Regions from separate parts of the Arachis hypogaea genome. Here region 1 is linked to region 2. Evidence: chromatin contacts called from public Hi-C data. All regions are on one chromosome and are shown on one strand. Each heading gives the region's core, a stretch centred on a gene start, on an enhancer-like site or on the middle of the called end of the contact. The rest is flanking DNA. Distances are from core to core; before and after follow the strand shown. Region 1 holds the start of LOC112776436 (zeta-carotene desaturase, chloroplastic/chromoplastic). Region 2 holds the start of LOC112775689.

Region 1 (3,542 bases), core at 908-3,407, 650 kb after region 2:
TATATGTAAGCATTTTTATTTGAAAACTCGCCTATAGAGGCCTTGATATATATTTTGGGGGAGATAACAAATGCTGTTGTCAATTGAATTTTATTATTGTAACCCTAGCCGGCCTAAACTTCGTAGGTCGCGACCAGTGGTTATTGTATGCATGTTTATGTATATATCTTGTCTTTATCCTATTCTTCCTTAATGTTTTATTTTGCTTCGCTTTCTGAATGCGCTTTGTTTTTTTCATCGATAGTGTGAGTTTCTGATCGCGATTTTATTTTACTAATTTTCAGGCTTCTCGTTTAATAATTCCTTTCAATTATATATGTATTATAAATCCACCTTGAGTCGTACCATCTTATTATTATTGACTTATGACTTGAGCATAAGGATTTAAATACTAGGGTGTTACACAACCAACACATGAGCTCATAGCTTGCATAGGACAGACATGCATCATACTTGTTTGCACATACTTCTATGTGATATGTGTTTCTATGATTGTGTGTATGTGCTTCTTGACTTGTGATTTTCTCTGTATCTTTGATTTGTTAAAGTTGTTTGTATTCTGAGGTTTGTTGTTGTTGGTTATCTATTGAAGATTACAAATTTGTGGAATTGCTATGTAACAAATAATAAAATAGACATAACTATCCACTTCGGACCTACTAAGAACTCTCCAATTCTTACTCCCTATTTCCACCATTTTCAGCTACAGGTGTGAAGGCTTATTGCGAAGTTGTAGGAGTATAGAAGAATATGTTTGCAAGTTGAGTTGTTGTTAGAATTTATTTTTTTCCTTGCCTTGTAGTTGAAGTTTTATTCAGAGGGGTAGATTTTGTAATTGGTTTTGTATGTAATACTATAATGTATAATATTAAGTATGTGAATATGTGTTATTTGTTCTTGATGAAAAAGTTGTAACTTTTCAGTAAAATCATCGACAGATTAACGTGTAAAGATTCAATATTAAATAAATAATAAAGGAATTAGGTTAGTAACACCTTACTTTTGGTACGATCATGACGTACTGAAAGTTGAGTTGTTACAGAAACACAAACGACGAAAAATAATAAATTTCTTTTAACCTTCTATAACGGCAAAAAAAATGAAATCACAGACCCAATCAACAAACTAAATAGAATATCACTCATCAAATGACAATGACGTTCAGAATTTGGATTTGGAACTTGCCCTAATTCCGAAATCCAAGCATGTAGTTCACACATAAATAGTCCCAACGATTTGAAGTTTACTTTATTTAAAGTTTCAGGTGCCGCTGAACGAATTTCTTCTCCTTCAGCCATCAAGCTCTTCCCTCAACAATATAGAAAAGCTACCAGACCAACAGCACTCTCAGTTTGCCTCAAACATGAATCTCTATTTACTATAAACTCCTATGTTAACCTTTTTGCAAAAAAAAAAAAAAAAAAAAAAACTTTATTCCTTTAAATTTTTTTTTATTATCACATATTTAAAAAAAAAAATTTCATTTGTTTTTTGGACTGGATTCATTTGTGTCTTGGTCATTAACAAATTAATTTTTTCTTTTACTTTAGACAAAGATGGTGCCAATACTTTTTAAATTGTTTAACATAATTTTTAGTCCATCTATAGTGTTTAAGTATGTCCGATCCGATCAAAAAGTCAAACAAAGAAAACTAAGGTCCACCACATATCTAATATTTTGAATAAATATATATTAAAATTATTTTCTTAAACTAAAATCATTACTATTTCTTAATCCATTCTTTAATAACAATTGATGACACACATTTTTTGAATTGTAAGACCTTTTATTAAATGAAAATAGATTTTCTTAATTTTTTTATTTAAAAAAAATAAAAAATAAAAAATTACACTTTATTTTTTTAATTAAAAATAAAATTAAAAGGATTCATTCTCGATACTAAGCCTCCTACCACCAATTGTAGCTGATTGAAAAACACTAACACTTAACCAGGACAGGTGTTTGCATCAAAGCTATGACATGCAGCATATATAGGTGATGATGGATTTTGTTTTAGCACTTAACCAACGATTATTCTGACCACCAACAGTAAATGTTAAAATTTATTTGCGACTTAAAATTTGTTTAGAACTAAAAAATTTCAGACACTCATCTGAGGTATTTCCTTTAAATATTTATCCTGGTAGTTGACAACTAACAAAGGTAAATATCATTGAAGGAAAAAAGAAGAAATAAAGAAAGAGGTCAACGTTGGGGAATTGTGTTTCTTTCCACTCTCCACTGTCCATTGCGCAACCCCCACTACCACAACTAGTACCCCTAATCCAAGCCAACAACTAACGAGGCTTTGTTGGTTCATTATCCACCCACCACTAAAATGGAATTGCCATTGTCACTTGTGACTCACTCAGTGCCACCTCCATTTCCCCTTTCTTAATAAATAATTTTATTTTATTATCCTCCTCAAACAATTCCGAGTGGTTACAACGCAAATTCTAATCCCTTCAACTACCGGACAAATTCATCAATTTCAGCATCTCTTCCCAACCCAACTTACTCAGATACCTCTCTCTCTAATGCGTTCCATGCTCCTCCAATTTATTACGCCCTCTTTTTCAGACCCATATAATAATAATAATAATAATAATAATAATAATAATACATATACTTAGTACACTACGAACCGCAACCGCATCCTTCATAGTAGTTTCTTGTTTCTTCAGACAAAGGTATGGCTTCTTTGATTCAGTGTCCGGCCACTTCTCTCTCCGGAACTCGTTTCAACAAGCCACTCAAGTCTCGTGTTCGTTGCTCGTTAGATTCTAATGTCTCCGACATGAGCGTCAACGGTTAGTATCTTCTTCTTTCTTTTATTTTTCTAAAGCAAACTACGAGGTATTCAATTTCGGATAAATTTTTGGATATACAGTTTCCGTAGCAGTTTGTTACTTTCATTTAATGTTTTTCTTTTTTTGGTATTTGAATTATTATCATATTATCCATAAGGAAGGAACAACTATGATATACGAAGACAGAAAAACATTACTTTACACATATAAATATACACAAATACTACGTGATAGCTGATTTGGTGCCGTAGTTTTTGTGTTCATGGAGCATTTTTGGGAAAGAAATTACTATCTTAGCAGCAGGAATTTTGGGCGCATAGTTAACGCGCTTTTTTTTTTTTTTTTGAAAAAAAACATAATTAAAAAAAAGCTTAGTATAATGATGTTGCTATCTGAACAAAAAAATTGGGTCATCATGGCAATGGGGCATGTAACTTTGTAGTGTACAGTGTGTAATTTTGACATTAATTGTTGGTGAATTTCTGTGCCTGTGGGTGAATACTGGATTGTGAAGGATGGTAGTTAGGGTCTATCATAGGGGAGTGGTGTGAGCTTATGAATGAATCTGGTTGGCCCATGTTACCAGGTTTAGTTATTATAGTAATTGAGCTGAGCTGTAAGTTTGACAAATGAAATGGTTTCCTGCCAGCGCCGAAAGGGCTGTTTCCGCCGGAGCCGGGGCATTATCGAGGACCAAAGCTGAAAGTTGCCATCATTGGGGCTGGGCTTGC
Region 2 (3,957 bases), core at 889-3,388:
TGCTTCCATGAACAGAGAATGATAGTCAGCCCGCACCGAAGGATCTGTACAAGGTGTAGATGATAACATTGCAGCTTCTAATATGGCAAAAAAATAATCACTAGTTCCAGATTTTACACTTCCAGCTTGAATCAGCTGTATAGCAAGCTTCGCAGCCTTGTTGACCTTTGCAGGGTTCTTGATGTGGGAAGTTATCTTCTTCATGGCCTTAATAACCTGTCCTTCAGAAGCATCCGTAGAGGTTTTAAATTTCAAGCTTTTTTTTGGTGCTGCAGCTGCATTCACAGCAGATAATGTAGGTTCAGATTTCAGAAAATTTATTAATGTAAAATTCATCATTTTAAACAGATGTGTAAGTGAATACCAAAGCAATAACTGCATAATATACCAGCATTTCTGTAAATCCAGGAGAAAATATACCAAACTTCGATCCTCTTTCTATTGTTGCAACACCACAAACCAAGGTCTTCATATAGTTAGATAAAACAACCTAAAGTGATTTATACAGCATATACATGGATAACTTTCAGACTTTCGCAATCATGAATCAACCTAAACTTTTCATACTTCATAATAAAAAACAAAACATGTATTGTTCCACTAAGCAACGCCTCAGGTTCAAACACTGCATAAAGAAAACTAAGACTTTACTGTTATCATAAGCTGATCAGAACTATGGTCTACTAGACTCTATATGCTAAAAGCTTTACACTAATATTACTGAAAGAGCAAACAAGACAGGTCACGTTAGATGAATTTAGCAGTCAAATTGAACGTAAAATGAGTACTTACTATCTTTTAGCATCTTGCACTTGATTAATTCAATGCCTATTTTTCCTAAACCAGGTAAACTAAGACACTGTTTGGATGCATGGCAAGTTTTGGAAACGTTTATAGAATGTGTTTCTCGGTCAGCAAGGAATGGAATGGTCAAGAATGTCTTACAGAACCTCACTTTGCCGTCGAAAATAAGGGAAATAGCATATTATCTTTTCTATTCCATCACCAGCCATGGAAGTCCCCAAACAAGGGTGTGCCGGTGCGGCATACATATAACAATCCATTCTCTTCTTTTCTATTCCATTCCATTACTTACCAATTTGCCATCACAAATATATCTCCCAAACAGAGTCTAAACGAAAGGCCTTTTTTTTCCCTCTTAACCCCGATTCGAAGGAAACCCTAATCCTAGGGTTATATGCTTCCCAGTAATAAATAAATACATAAACAAAATGTTAAACTAAAAAGCAGTGATTGCCGACGTAAAACAAACAATTGAGTTAAGAAGGTAAGAGAAATTGAAGTAACCTTGAGTGTCAGACGGAGTATGGTTTGGGCGCTTGAGGGCACTCTTGAGAATTGGCTTCGATGGTGGTGCTGCTGCTGCAACTTGAGAGGATTCCGTGTCGTTGTTAGCGGTGCTGGGAAAATTGAGATGCGGTTTTTGTTGTCGCTGCGGCGGTTCAGGATCATCATGGTGTTGAGGTGGAGGCAATCCCTCGAATAGGTTGTGTGCCATGTCGGTCACCAATTACTGCTTCTGATTCTCCGATTATAATTACGATTATGACGAAGCACAGAACACGCCCACCAACACCACGACTTCCCAAAGACCCAAATCCAAAACCCCTAAACAATGATGACTTCTTGTGCGCTTCTGTCAGTTTGGTTTAGCAAGAAAATTTAAGATCCCACATGATTGAATCGCGCATGTACACGTGGTTACCGTAGGGGCCAGCTTCGCAGGAGTGGCAGGAGTCCATCTCCAACGGCTAGCTTGGTTCAGCGCTAGCCAACTCCTTGGCGTAACGGTGTTCCACCCTGTTGGGCTTCGTGGGCCTGTGATTGACGAGGACAACTCAAGAAAACCCCAAACTAAGAGGTGGAGGGAAATAAGCGACATACGCGCTGATGCAACAAAATATTATTGTGTGTAATAAAACCACAGTTTTCAAGAAACAAAAAAAAAAAAAAACATAGTTTTTTTTATCAAACCACCGAAGCCCTGAATCAATGGCAGCATCACCTGCCTCACTAGGAGTTGTGCCTCACTAGGAGCTGCACCTAGGTTTGAATCCTCAATGAGGAATATAGAACCTATACTAGTAGTAGTAGTGTGTGTTGTGTGAGTGGGTGTGTGTTGTGTCATGTGTAAGACTCAAAATAAAATAAAATCGAACCGAACCGATGGGTTTAACTAGATTAATTGGAAATCAGTCATATGCTCAGTTTGGTTGATCCCAAAAACTATCTAGCCAAAAGCTGACTAAAGGACCGACTTAATCGGCGGTTAACTGGTGAACCATCGACATCGCCGAATTTGTTAAGAGTTTTCGGTTCGGGGCATACACTAAAAAACGTTACTATTTTATTAAAAAAAAAACCCTAAAGATTGAAGAATCCTAGCCCAATACTACCATGCCACCCCTCTCTTTTTCCTTGAACTTTGAACGTTGGAGAGTGAAGAACCCTAGCCTCCAAATCTCCTTGGAAGTTCGAAGTTCGAACACAGTTGTAGCCACCATTCCTCTTCAAAGTCATCACCGAACTCTTCTTGTCTGGGAACAAACTATGGGTGTCGCGTCGCATGTTGAAGTTCTATTCGACGAAAGTTCAAACGCAACCCGCAGCCACCATCCCACTTCTCATCATTCCTCCTCTCGTTGCCGTCGTAGGAAGGTCTCCTACTCTCTTCTCCTCTCATCGTTCTCAATTGTCGTCGCCGTCACTTTCCTTCCTCGCTCTTTCTCACTCTCACCATGAATGTCTCTCTAAATCGTCACCTCTGTTTCACTGCTCGCTTATTCACAGTAGGGACCTTGCTTTCACCTTTAATTTGTTTCGGTCCACTGCTCTTTTGATTTTGAGTTGATTCTTCTGAAATAATTTTTTTGATTATTGATGTTACATTATTAATTTTGTTGATTTCTAATTTTATTGTCTAATTGTATGGATATTGGCTTCTGAGTTTGTCTTCTAAACTTCTGATGCTAGATGTAATTGTTGATTTTGTGTTATGATGCTGCATGTATTGTTGGTTTGTTGATGTGATTTGAAATTGTGTGTAAATCTATGTTCAATAATCCATACTTTGTTGTTGTCTGTATTTAATTTGTGTAAGTTTGTGTTTGTAATTGTTGCTAATTAAAAAGTTTTTTTTTTTGAAAATGAAACTATTAGACAGGGATCATGAATCACATTTATTCAATTTTTAATAATTTTATTTTATATTTAATTAAATTGATTGAATTCTGATTGGACCATTGAACCATTTAACCAGTTATCTTATCAGTTCATTAACTGATTTGGATTTTGCAACCTTGAATAAAACTCATGCGTCATTGTATACCAAGAAAAAAAACCATTATGCGTCATTGTACACAATAAAAAAACTCATGCATCATATCTCTCAAATGAGAGAAAGTTCCTCTCAAATGGAGAGTAGCTTAGAGCATTATGTCATGCTCTTTGAGGGAAGACTAACCCTCAATATCTCTTATTTCTAGCATACTATTATTAGGCAAAATTTTCTCATATCTTAAAACAAAAAACGTTTACCATCCCAACATATTCCACAAAATAAATAGTTTATTCTATCCTTGACCTAGCCTAATATTGTCCATGTCAGCACAACCAATACCAACTTTTCATCATGTTCAACATGATGATAAACCACGGTATTGATCGCATAGAAAGAAAAACCATCAGGCTCAATCTAGATTAGAGTCTAGGATACAAACCAAATTGTTTGAATGTAGTCAGGAAGATCATCTCTAAAAAGAAAGTAAAGTTTAATGTTTTCATGAATACAATCCAAAGTATGTGGGGAAATCCAAGAAAATCCAAAAAGGATGGCTATCTCTGAGGTGGGAATAAACAAAGTGCTCGTTAGCTTCCAAGAAAGTTTCTGGATAATGGACCATGAAGTGTAAGAGAAAATTTGATAAACTTAAAATT

What was found. Hi-C and Micro-C count contacts between places; a contact is called where the count stands out from the background.
Region 1: a contact with region 2 is called in a Hi-C map of leaf, with 4 times the contacts expected there. The contact joins the promoter of LOC112776436 here to the promoter of LOC112775689 in region 2. A contact is called at or near these places in 2 of 8 Hi-C or Micro-C datasets (both in leaf).

What each region holds. Positions count from the first base shown.
Region 1 is chr19:57,470,695-57,474,236 of arahy.Tifrunner.gnm2.J5K5, forward strand. LOC112776436 (zeta-carotene desaturase, chloroplastic/chromoplastic) reads left to right here and starts at 2,158. Exons shown (of 14, transcript XM_025820598.3): 1 at 2,158-2,811; 2 at 3,461-3,542. The coding sequence starts at 2,694.
Region 2 is chr19:56,821,627-56,825,583 of arahy.Tifrunner.gnm2.J5K5, forward strand. LOC112775689 reads right to left here and starts at 2,139. Exons shown (of 5, transcript XM_025819507.3): 1 at 1,309-2,139; 2 at 1-275. The coding sequence starts at 1,519.